Linked DNA regions of Rattus norvegicus: region 2 is linked to region 1. Evidence: chromatin contacts called from public Hi-C data. All regions are on one chromosome and are shown on one strand. Each heading gives the region's core, a stretch centred on a gene start, on an enhancer-like site or on the middle of the called end of the contact. The rest is flanking DNA. Distances are from core to core; before and after follow the strand shown. Region 1 holds the start of Gabpb2 (GA binding protein transcription factor subunit beta 2). Region 2 holds the start of Rprd2 (regulation of nuclear pre-mRNA domain containing 2).

Region 1 (5,620 bases), core at 153-2,652:
GGTGCACACCAATGGGAAAGGACGGGCAATTAAAGAGTTTGCAGTCTATGCTTTTTTTCCTTTCCTTTCCTTTTTCTTTCCCCCACGCAGTCCCACTGGGAGGCCAGCTGTACAAGCATCTGGGTTAAGAACTGGAGATAAGGCCGTAACTGCTCTTGTTCAGTTTATGAACTTACTAAAGCTTCACGTTATTACTGGACTTAGAAACGTATAGAGTTTCCACTTCCTCCTCAGTCATATATCCCTCAGTTTTTCACATCAGCACCCTGCCAAACCAAGGGGCAACCAACCAACTTGCAAGAGGAGGGAGTCCCAGTCTGAGTCTAGCGGCAGCCTGGACTCCTGCTGCACACTGCCCTCTAGTGGTCACCCCAGGTGGCCTTGGCTTCCCGGAGTCCAGCTCCCCAGCCCCAGGTCTTCCACCCACCCTCTTCACCTCCCAGTCCCCTCCCCTTCCTCCCGACAGCATCCCCTTCCTCTTGGTCCTTCTCCCCCCCCCGCCGCCGCCCCCGCTCCGGCAGTCTCCAGGCCGGCGCCCACAGGGCCGGGCCGGACCGGCCACTTGTCACGGCACCTTCCATCGCAGTTCGGACGCTCCGGAACCCCGCGTGTCCTTCCCCCTCACCTAGTCCGGAGCGCTGCCGGCTTCGCTCTCACTGGGCCCGCCAGTTTGGTCCCGTTTCTTTCTCTAGTTAAGATTCCTTGCCAGTGGCTTCACTTTTTGGCCTTTTCACATATGCATATTTGGGGGGCCCTTACCCCCCCTCGCGGAGAAATGGAGGCAATAAAATGGCGGACCCGGAAGTGAAGGCGCTGTGACTATGCGTCCTGGCGGAGGAATCTGAAGGAAATGACTTAGCAAAGCCAATTAGCCCTGCTCTCAGAACCGCAAACGCACCTCTGAGTCTGATTTCTTCTTACTGAAAACCTCTTGAGCTGGAAAAGCGTATACCGAGGGCATCCTGAACGGGACTACTTAGCGAGGCGCAGGATCAATGATTACGTGGCTTACGTGAGACATAGTTCCGGCAGGGGACGGGCCGAGATGGTAGTTTTGGCGCCAACACGTGCTGTGGGGAAACTAGGTTACTGGTGCCGCTCACTCTACCATCTCACTTGTTCTCCGCAGGGCTAACTTTAGGGTTGGGGGAGAATCTTGCTTCCGCCTCGATGAAGCTGTTTGAGACATTCCTGGTTATACACTCCTGTCTGACCCGACACTTTCCTGGTGTCCTAAATATTTATCAGGAGAGAGAGAAAAACCCAAAACTTTTGGAGAGACTAGAAGAGGATAGAACAAAATTGCAAGTCTTTTTAGCCACTAAATTTACCAGTATATCTTGGTTTCTCGTCACCATTTTAACCAGTGAAAGAACTGAGAGAAACCAGGGAGAAACGGCACTGGAAAGATAGTTCAGGGTTTAAGAGCACTGACTACTCCAGGAGACCCAGATTCAATTCCCAGCACCCACAGAACAGCTTTACAACTGTGTAACTCCAAAATCTGACACCCTCCCACAAGCATTACATTCAGACAAAACAGCAATGCACATAAAGTAAAAATTTAAAAATTAAATCAGTAACAAACATACCTTTAATTGCAGCAGGAGGCAGAGATTCCCCTAATTCAATGCCAAATTGCTAGGCCCAAAATTTAAACAAGCTGGGCGTGGTGGCACACCCCAGCAGAACCAGGTGGATTTCTGAGTTCAAGGCCAGCCTGGTCTCCATACAAAGCCACACAAACAAGTTTAAAGATTAACAATGGGCTTGGGGGCATGGCTTGTCACTCAGGAGCACTGGCTGCTTACAGAGGAACTCTAGCAGGGTCTTGTAGATGCTTGGCAAGCACTTCTACCACCAAGCTATGTCCAAATCCCAAATTATTCTTCAAAGCCAAATATTAGATGAAAAGGGAAAACCAGATGTGGAAGCACAAGTAATTTCTGGGATCTGTAGTATTTCACTGGAATTGAGAAAACTAAGCCCAGACTTAGGATTTAACGTCTTTATTACATAAATGAATAAATGGCTCCACGATTCAGCCGCAATAGCTTTGGAAGGAATGGGGACAGGGGTAGGGTCTGAATGTAACTGCTTATTTCACGGTCTTATGGTAGCTGAAGAACTGGGTCCAGGAACCACTGATTCCTATCACATACTGCACCTCCATGAAGGCAAAGCTACAATACCAAGGACCAAAAAACTGCGCCTGCTCCACGACTAAATCGCAATTTTATATAAATTCTTCTACTGCTACTCTGGCTTTCCTTTTGATCAGATACATCTTTTGCCTTTTAGGAAGTAAGTATTCTAATAGTAAAGATTCCCCATGAAGACTCAAATCTGATTTTCCCAACATTTCCAACCCGCAGCAGGAAGCAGAGCTGTGAGCTGGAGTTAAAGGAACGATCTCTGAACCGATAGGATGCGTTCCTCATGTCCGGTCTCTTGTGTTCACCGGTAACTACCGCCACGATCCCGGGGAAGAGAATGCACTGCAAGCAGCAGCAGAACTTAGCCTTTTAGAAATCCTGTTTTGTCTCAAGACTTCAGGTTCTCACTACTTCTCAAAGCAGTATTACTGACCTGGTGCTGAAAATTAGGGAGGTTCAAGTAATCTTTGAAGCAGATTAAAATGTAACAACAACAAAACAAGAAAAAAAACTGGTCTCCCATTTTGCACAACTATACTTCTCTCTGAAGCCTTGAAGAAGGGTGATTTTTCTGGGATTAGTTAGTATTCTCAGGGCTGGGGGGGGGGGTGTCCTATGATCTTGTACTCCATTGATTAAACCCTTGACTTTGTGCCTAGAGGGCTTTTGAGAGAAACGGAGTTGGCAGATAAATAAATAAATAAATAGATAGATAAATAATAAATAGATAAATAAGTACATACATACAAACATACAATTCGATTGGCAGATTCATCAGCACCACCGCACAATAGAGGGAAGAGAACAAGATTAAAGTGGAAGGCTGAGAGAGGAAGGGACTTAAGGGGGAGGACAAGGAGGGTATGGGGCGGGTGGGAGAGAGAGGTCTCGACTTAGAGCAAGTCCAGGTCGATCGAGCGGATGCTGGCAATAGGGGCTCTCCAGAAGTTGAAGGTGCTATACTCAAGGAGGGGGTCGCCTTCAGGGCTCTTCCGCTCAGCTCCGGTTGCCTGCCCACCCATTTTGCCAATGCTGTTGCTCTCCTTGCTCTTGTAGGTAGGTGAATCTGACAGGCCCAGGCCTTCCAGCTCCGACAGATCCAGTTCTGGGATGGGCATCCTCCAGAAAAGAAAGGAGCTGTACTGGCTACTCACAGGGTCCCGCATGATTCCCTGAGGAAGAGAAAATCACTTGTTAGTCCTCATGCTAGAGCAACCTAGGGCTTTCCCTTGCTTATGTTGTTCGTTTCCATGTACTCTGGTAAATCAGCCAAGCTTCCTAAGACAAATACCAAGAACTCTTACTATTACCACCAGGCTCCTACTTTCTCCCCATCTCTGGCTGACCAGATACTACCTATTGTGCCAGGTTCTTCTTGGCTCTAGTTTTTCCCCCAGTAATACACCTCAGGCCTTATGCATGCTAGGTAGGAACTGTATCGTGCATCCCCTTTGAGTCTGATTTCTGAGGTTTTCCAAAGTCTGGCCCCACTCTGTTTATGTGTGGTATTGAGGGTTTGACAGATGCTGGTGTGTTCTAGGTGAATGTTTTAACATCATATCCTGAGCCCACTCTGTACCTTTATAGAGACAGGATCTTAACTCAGTTGCCTAGTCTAACCTTGAACTTGAAATCTTCCTGAGTCACTGGGAATACAGGCCTGCTCCACTAGGCCTGCTTAATTAATAATTGTACTGAGAATCAAAAGCAGGAAATGCATGTGCTGGTCAAATACCCTACACATCGCCAGACCTAGATATCTGGCCTCCTCACAGTAATTCAATAAGTTAGGATGCTTCTGTATTGGTCTTTCTTTTCCTTCTTGCCTTTAAACCTAACTAAAAACTTACCTCTTCCAGGACATTACCCCCAGAACAGCCGAGCTCCATCTACCCAGCTGGCTCCAGCACCCTGCATTTTTACTTAATTCCATTGAGCTTTGGTTACAGACCACTATGGACTGGATACCTGTTTTATGTGTGTATCTCTCTCTCTTTTTTTTTTTTAAATTATTTATTCATTTTATGTATATAAGTACACTGTAGCTGTCTTTGTTCACACCAGAAGAGGGCATCAGATCTCATTACAGATGGTTGTGAGCCACCATGTGGTTGCTGGGATTTGAACTCAGGACCTCTGGAAGAGCAGTCAGTGCTCTTAACCACTGAGCCATCTCTCCAGCCCTCTCTCTTTTTTTTAAAGATAGATTTATTTTTTTTTTCTGGGGCTGGGGATTGAACCCAGGACCTTGCACTTCCTAGGCAAGCGCTCTACCACTGAGCCAAATCCCCAACCCTTCTATTTATTTATTTATTATAAGTACACTGTAGCTGTCTTCAGACGCACCAGAAGAGGGCATCAGATCTCATTACAGATGGTTGTGAGCCACCATGTGGTTGCTGGGAATTGAACTCAGGACCCTGGAAGAGCAGTCAGAGCTCTTAACCACTGAGCCATCTCTCCAGCCCCTGTGTATCTCTTTTAAGAGACCAAAAATTCCTTTATGGGTAAAAACCCACCTGCTAGGTTGGGTGCTGGTTGCACACCTTTAGTCCCAGCACTGAGGAGGCAGTCTCTCTAAGTTCAAGGACAGAAAGTTCCAAGAGAGCCAGAACTATATAGAAAGACTCTGCTCAAAAAACAAACACACGAGGGCTGGAGAGATGGCTCAGTGGTTAAGAGCTCTGACTGCTCTTCCAGGGTCCTGAGTTCAAATCCCAGCAACCACATGGTGGCTCACAACCATCTGTAATGAGATCTGATGCCCTCTTCTGGTGTGTCTGAAGATGGTGACATTGTACTTATGTACATAAAATAAATAATTTTAAAAAAAAGAAAAAAAACAAACACACTTACTCTCCGGTAATGCAGGAGCTAGCCCCTCCACAGAAACGTTAACGTGCTATCCCATTCCTACTCTGACAGATTTCTCCTTTGGGTGACAAATCTTCCCTGTGTTTCTCTGTCCTATCTCTCCTCAGAACAAACCCAGATGCAAGGATAATTTTCATCCAGCATACCAGGATCTTTTTTCCTTTGGTCCAAATGCTAGAGTAAAGCTGACAACATGGAGCAGAGAGCTGGGAAGTACAGGTAAGGAAGTGAGGTTTAGATTGTAAAGAAATGACACCTTCACAGTCTCAGCTTTGTCTTAAGAGACTTTCCTACCCCGCCTGCCTCTTACAGGTTTAGTGGAGTCTGGAGCCCCTTCTTTTCCCTTATTAACAAGGGGAAGGGCAGAAAGCTTTAGTTTAAATGTTCCCAAAGGGGCAAAGTGAACATTCCACTACCACCAAAAATAGAAGCCAGGGTTTCAGAGAGCCTTTCTAGAGCATGCAGTCAGCTCTTCCAGCCTGTGATTCCAAAACATCCCTAAATGATGGAAAATGTCTCTACTAAAGTAGGAAAAGAGCTAAAACCCAGGACAAAATAGACGAGAAATGTGGGGGCTAAACAGTCTGTGG
Region 2 (5,575 bases), core at 2,459-4,958, 570 kb after region 1:
CATGGAAAGATGGCTGCCAAGTATGTCGGTGAATAGCTACAAACCCAGCAACAGGGAGGCTGGATGGAAGATGCCAATGTGGGCTACATACTACATACCAAACTAGTCAGGGTGACCCAGACTCTCAGAAGACAATGACTGTTAGAGACATGCCTGGACGAAATCAATGGTGCCTGCCTATGGAATACATCTTCAGGAAGCACACTTGCTCATTAAATGTTTTCTTTACAATGTTTAAATGTTTAATTCTTTACAATGAATTAAAAGCCTGTTACTATTATTATACACCATAAGATTAAGGATTCAATAAAAACCCCTCTGGTGGGGTTGGGGATTTAGCTCAGTGGTAGAGCGCTTGCCTAGGAAGCACAAGGCCCTGGACAAGGCCCTGGGTTCGGTCCCCAGCTCCGAAAAAAAAAAAAAAAAAAAAAAAAAAAAAAAAAAAAAAAAAAAAAACCTCTGGTGAATTAAGGTGTAAGCTCAATGGTGGTGTTTGCACAGAATCAGATGTACCACCAAATGACAGAAATAAAACATCTCTTGATAGATCGAGTGCAGTTCCTTAAATCTAACTGAGGGCTACATGACTACATACCTGTTGTCATAAGAAAAGGGAGAAGCAAGAGTCTCATCAGGGAAGTGGACAGAAACACTGGGAATGCATGAGAGCCACCTCACAATTTTGCCTAAGCAAACTTAGCAACTCTGTGAAGGTCTAAAAATTAGGTGAAAACACTGGCCTAACACATCAACCATTTGTGTCCTAGCCTTTACCAGCCTGGCTTTATTTATCACCTGTAAATATAAATGTCCACAAATTATTCTTAGCCATTTTATAAAGTTTAAGTTCCACCCCTCTTTGAAACTGACAGATTTTTTTTTTTTTTGGTTCTTTTTTTTCGGAGCTGGGGACCGAACCCAGGGCCTCGTGCTTCCTAGGCAAGCGCTCTACCACTGAGCTAAATCCCCAACCCCGAAACTGACAGATTTTAAAAAGCCAAATGCTTGTCATTTCATTTAAATTATGTAGAATCCACTTTTCAAATAAAATACTGCCCTCCTACTCTTAGAACCAACAAAGGAAATAAACTCAGGCACAAAACCACAGAGACAGGAAAAATTCTGGTCCTTGCATTTCTCATTATTCTTGACTAGAAAAAAGTATAATTTTCACTTGTGATCCTACACACAGAGCTAGGGACCAACTTATTCTTGAAAATATGTAACATAGGGTTAAAGCACTAGAGACCAACAGTAGGCAATGGAAAATGCTTCATAACTCGGTAAAATGATTTAAAACAGGGTGGGAAATGTCCTCTTCCACACACTCGCATCGCTTACTACACTGATGCACCCATTACACCAAACACTGTTCCACAAAGTTAATGATAAGAGTCCAATCCAACCTACATCATTTTACTGAGTAACCTTTAGCCACCTGACATTTCTGAGCCCTAGTTTCCTCCTGTGTAATTCAGTGGACTATGAGATATATTATAAGGTATACAGAAATGCTTGGCATGTGGCAGATACATATATGTGAGTCTTCGGAGATGACAGATATTGCAGATTCTAGTATAATCTCTTGGCAAGAAGTAAACAAAAAGATCTGACAACAGTAAAGAAGGACTAGCTAATCCCGTCTTTTCTCTCAAATATCCTTCTCAGCACTGTATTTCAAAGAACCACAGAACAACTGTCCCATCAATAACTTTAAATACAAAAGATTTCAAATTTGGAGCCTATAATTTTGAAGTTTTACCCACTTGTTCACTAACAAGTAAACTCAAAAATATTATAGAAGCAAAAACAATGTGGGATAAGAAACTGGTAAATGAGTGCCACTGGCAAGAGGCCATATAGGTAAGATGCAAACTAAAACTCAAATAAATACGTATGAGTTCGCTTTATGACTGCTTGAAATTTACTGTGTAGAACAAGCTGGCCTCAAACTTGCAGTAATCCTCCTGCCTCAGCTTCTGGAATCACATGAGCCACCACGCCCAGTTTAACAATCATATTTTTAGAAGACCTCTTTTCTATAGTAAAGTAGTGCGGGGCGAACCCCACAGGTTGAAGGCAAAAAAGTACAACTTGGGAGGTGGGTTATACGCTAAAACAAATAATATTTTAAAATCCACATTTCCCATTTTGATTGCCTATGCAAACAAACTCAATTCTGTAAAATATACTTCAGGCGATTAAAAAGTGGCCGGATATATTTTATGCTCCAGTACTAATGATGATTACAGTCTCGGAGTTGTATCGTCCGTATCACTAGTCTGTATTTTACTGTTACAAACACAGGTAAAAGGAAAACAGGTGGTCGCCTCACAGCTCTGTAGAGCTCATACTGCTTCACATTCATCCAGGGAAATCCTCCTTAAAACACATGCCAAGTTTCACACACAGTAATCAAAAGAAGGCCCCTTTCTATAATATCACAAGTTTCACGTCGGCGGAAAACACTGAATGGTCCAACATATTCCAGGGAAGTGGACAGCTTAAACCATAGCTTGACTAACCAACAGGAAACCCAGAGATCATTAACACGTCAAGGCCTGTAAGAAATAAACGGACGCGACAATTTCCGTGAAGGTTCAGGATAATCAACAACACACCTCACAGGGCTCGGAAAGGAAACACGTAAATCTCTATGGGTCTAGGCCCAACGGCCCAAGGTCACGCCAAATGTGAAGCTGAAAAATTCCAAGCAATGAGCCCCCTGCAGATCAGAGCAACCGTGCCTAGGTTGGAGTCTGGGCTTGGGAACACTCGTGTCGGATCTTTAATGTGAACCCCAACTGAATGCAGCGGCTCCGTGGGCAAACCCCAGAGTGTTTTGGGCCGCATTTCCTCCATTTCCCCAGCCTCCCCCTTCCCAATCGCCCCCACACTCACATCTCCGGAGCCACTTCATCCAATGGTAGACGATTGTACTGTGGTGTTTCTTATTTTCTATACACCAGGACGACAAGCCTTGAATGGATTCCATGGTGTTGGTCACCGACTGGAATTTTCGATCCAACGAGGACTCCAGGGCCCCTGCGGACGAGGCCGACGAGGAGGAGGCCTTACTGCTGCCTCCGCCGCCGCCGGCCGCCATCTTCCCGGTTTGCACAAGCGCCGCTGGTCCTCTGGCGGCGGCGGCGGCGGCGGCGGGAGCGGGCAAAACAATCACTGCGAGTGCGTGAAAGCAGCAGGAGGGGAGGGAGGCCAGGGGGTGGGGATGGTGCACGCGCTAGGCTCTTCTGGAGGTAGGAAGGGTAGCTGCTGGGCACGCTGGCGGCTCCCACACGCTGCAAGGAGGGGCTGCGAGTTGCGAAGGTTTGTCAGTATGGTTCGGGGGTGGTGTTTAAACCAGTAGTCGGGAGAGAACTACGTAGAAAACAGGACCTGCGACGCCTTTCAAAATGCCCAGCGCCGAAAACTAATGGTTTTATCCTCTACGGTCCTCTCAACTCTCAAGGCCCTTCCCTCATCCCGTTGCCCAAACTCCGGTGAGCCAGGGAGGCCTTAGTACCGAAAACGTAATACCGTAATACTACCCGGCTGTCCCTTCGGTTGCAGAAAGCTTTTCCTTTAGATTCTCTACCACAGAAAAGGCCCAAAGCTACCTAGTCAGAATTTTTTTTTTTTTTTTTTTTTTTTTGGCAACGCAATAGCAGCAATGGACCAGCAAAAAAGCAATGCGCACGCGCACGGAAGCCCCGCCCCTCTGCTTCCGAGCGCTGGGAGAGGCGGGTTGGCGCTGCAATCTGACCAATCAAGGGAGGGGTCGGAGAAGCGCGCGCAAGAGTCCTCCGGCCCCAAACGCGGAGGAGGCGCTACGTTTATTTGTGCGCCTGCGCGTTAGTTGTTCGCGTAGCGGGTTGGGAGGAAAACCTGGGAAGGCAGGATGAAGGAGCTGGCGAACCTACGACGTTAATAGCCCGCGTTCGGTGCTCGGCACTGCTTTTGGCTTCATGGTGGGGTTACTCACTTGGGGCCTTTAGCTCACACTAGGCAGAGAAATGCCCATCCTTCTGGGGCCACTGTTTCTGACAGCTGCATTCCCTACCACCCGCAATCGGGGACCTACGCGCGACAAAATGGCTGGCACCCATCTTGCGGCATGGTAGAAGGTGCGCATGCGTCAGATCCAGTAGCCGTTCTCTATGCACTCCTAGACTCCTGCTATACATCCGACTTCGATGACACCATTCACAGCCAGCCGACCGTCTGCATTCTAGAAAGCGGGAATAAGAAAAACGAAATTTTCTCTAAGAGTTAAAAACTTATAGAAGCGAGGAAAGAGTAATTGACAAGATGTGGCTTCTTTGCACAGTTGTAACATCACAATTTCGTAATGCGTTATAGTTTACAAGAGTCTTGAGTATTGGATTTATTAGGATAGCCTCAGTTTAACCATTACATCTGATCTGCCTGTGTGAATCTTTTGGGGAAATTTGGATGTTCGTGTATTCCTACTGAACCCAGCAATTTCATTTTAATTAGGCCAACTCAACAGAAGAGAGATTTTTGAGGCAAGAACCCTGTTTCATCATTTAGAATTAACCTCTCTGTGCCAAGAACTGTTTTAGGATTAGGGAAATGATGGCAAAGCAGACAAAAATTCCTCCAACTTGATTTGGCATCAGGACCAAACCACAAGTATGTGTCAAGGAGTAAGGAGTCCTAAAGAGGTACGAAATAAGCTAAGGGAGAAGGACGGGGGATATGAATAACAATGATGTGACCAGTTTTTAACAAGAGATACTTGAGGAAAAAGCAACCAAGCACAAATGGGTAGGGGAGAAGAGCTGGCAAAAGAACAAGTGCTGATTCCCTAACCCAGGACTGTTAACGTTTTAGAGGAAGAACAAGGAAGCCACTGTGACTAGAAGATACTGAGAAAGCCACTAAGACAAGAGGCAGAAGAGGTCAGAAGCAAAGAGGGCACGTGTAGGGAATTGAAAGCCACTGTTTCTTTTTTGTTTCTTTTGAGGTAAGGTTTCTCTGTGTAGCCCTGGATGTCTTGAAACTTGCTCTGTAGAGTCTGGTGTCCAGCTCGAGATCCTGTCTACCTGCCTCGGTCCTAAGTGCTGAGATTAAAAGCCTGCCACCATGCCCGCCTGACTTTGGGCTCTCTTTCTTTCATCCAAGCTTTGATTTTTATTTCTTAAAAAAGTTGTATATTTATTTTGCTTTCTGACTCTGTGCTTTTGCCTTCAACACTTACACAATGACTTTCTGCTCCTCAATAAGGAAAGCCAGCTTGATCCTGTCACGGTCACACTGGGCACACATGGAGCCACCATAGGCCCTGCTGGCGTGCTTCTTTTTCTTTGACAATCTCACAAGGACTTTGGGTCTCACAGCAGGAACCCCTCGAAGTCTGCCTGGGCACCCATGCAGATTTAGGTGTTTTCCTAACCTTGGAATAAAGGTGAATAGTCCTGTTGCCAGGGGTTCGAGACAGGTACTTTAGTTAGAGGCTATATTGTAGGAGAGCCTACAATGGTTTGTCAAACAGTGGACTGGAAGATCAACTTTGGCTTTCTTAAAAAGAAAAAATTTGGGGTTGGGCATTTAG

What was found. A called contact is a pair of places that touch in the nucleus more often than the background predicts.
Region 2: a contact with region 1 is called in a Hi-C map of liver, with 2.6 times the contacts expected there. The contact joins the promoter of Rprd2 here to the promoter of Gabpb2 in region 1. A contact is called at or near these places in 1 of 12 Hi-C or Micro-C datasets (liver) and 1 of 1 datasets of contacts at active chromatin or transcription factors (oligodendrocytes).

What each region holds. Positions count from the first base shown.
Region 1 is chr2:185,482,798-185,488,417 of GRCr8, forward strand. Gabpb2 (GA binding protein transcription factor subunit beta 2) reads right to left here and starts at 1,403. Exons shown (of 8, transcript XM_227439.9): 1 at 626-1,403. It overlaps Mllt11 (MLLT11, transcription factor 7 cofactor), which reads right to left. Exons shown (of 2, transcript NM_001013912.1): 2 at 1,994-3,328. The coding sequence starts at 3,322. The coding sequence ends at 3,050.
Region 2 is chr2:186,053,235-186,058,809 of GRCr8, forward strand. Rprd2 (regulation of nuclear pre-mRNA domain containing 2) reads right to left here and starts at 3,709. Exons shown (of 11, transcript NM_001427343.1): 1 at 2,902-3,709. The coding sequence starts at 3,106. Trnap-agg87 (transfer RNA proline (anticodon AGG) 87) reads right to left here and starts at 978; the gene lies at 898-978.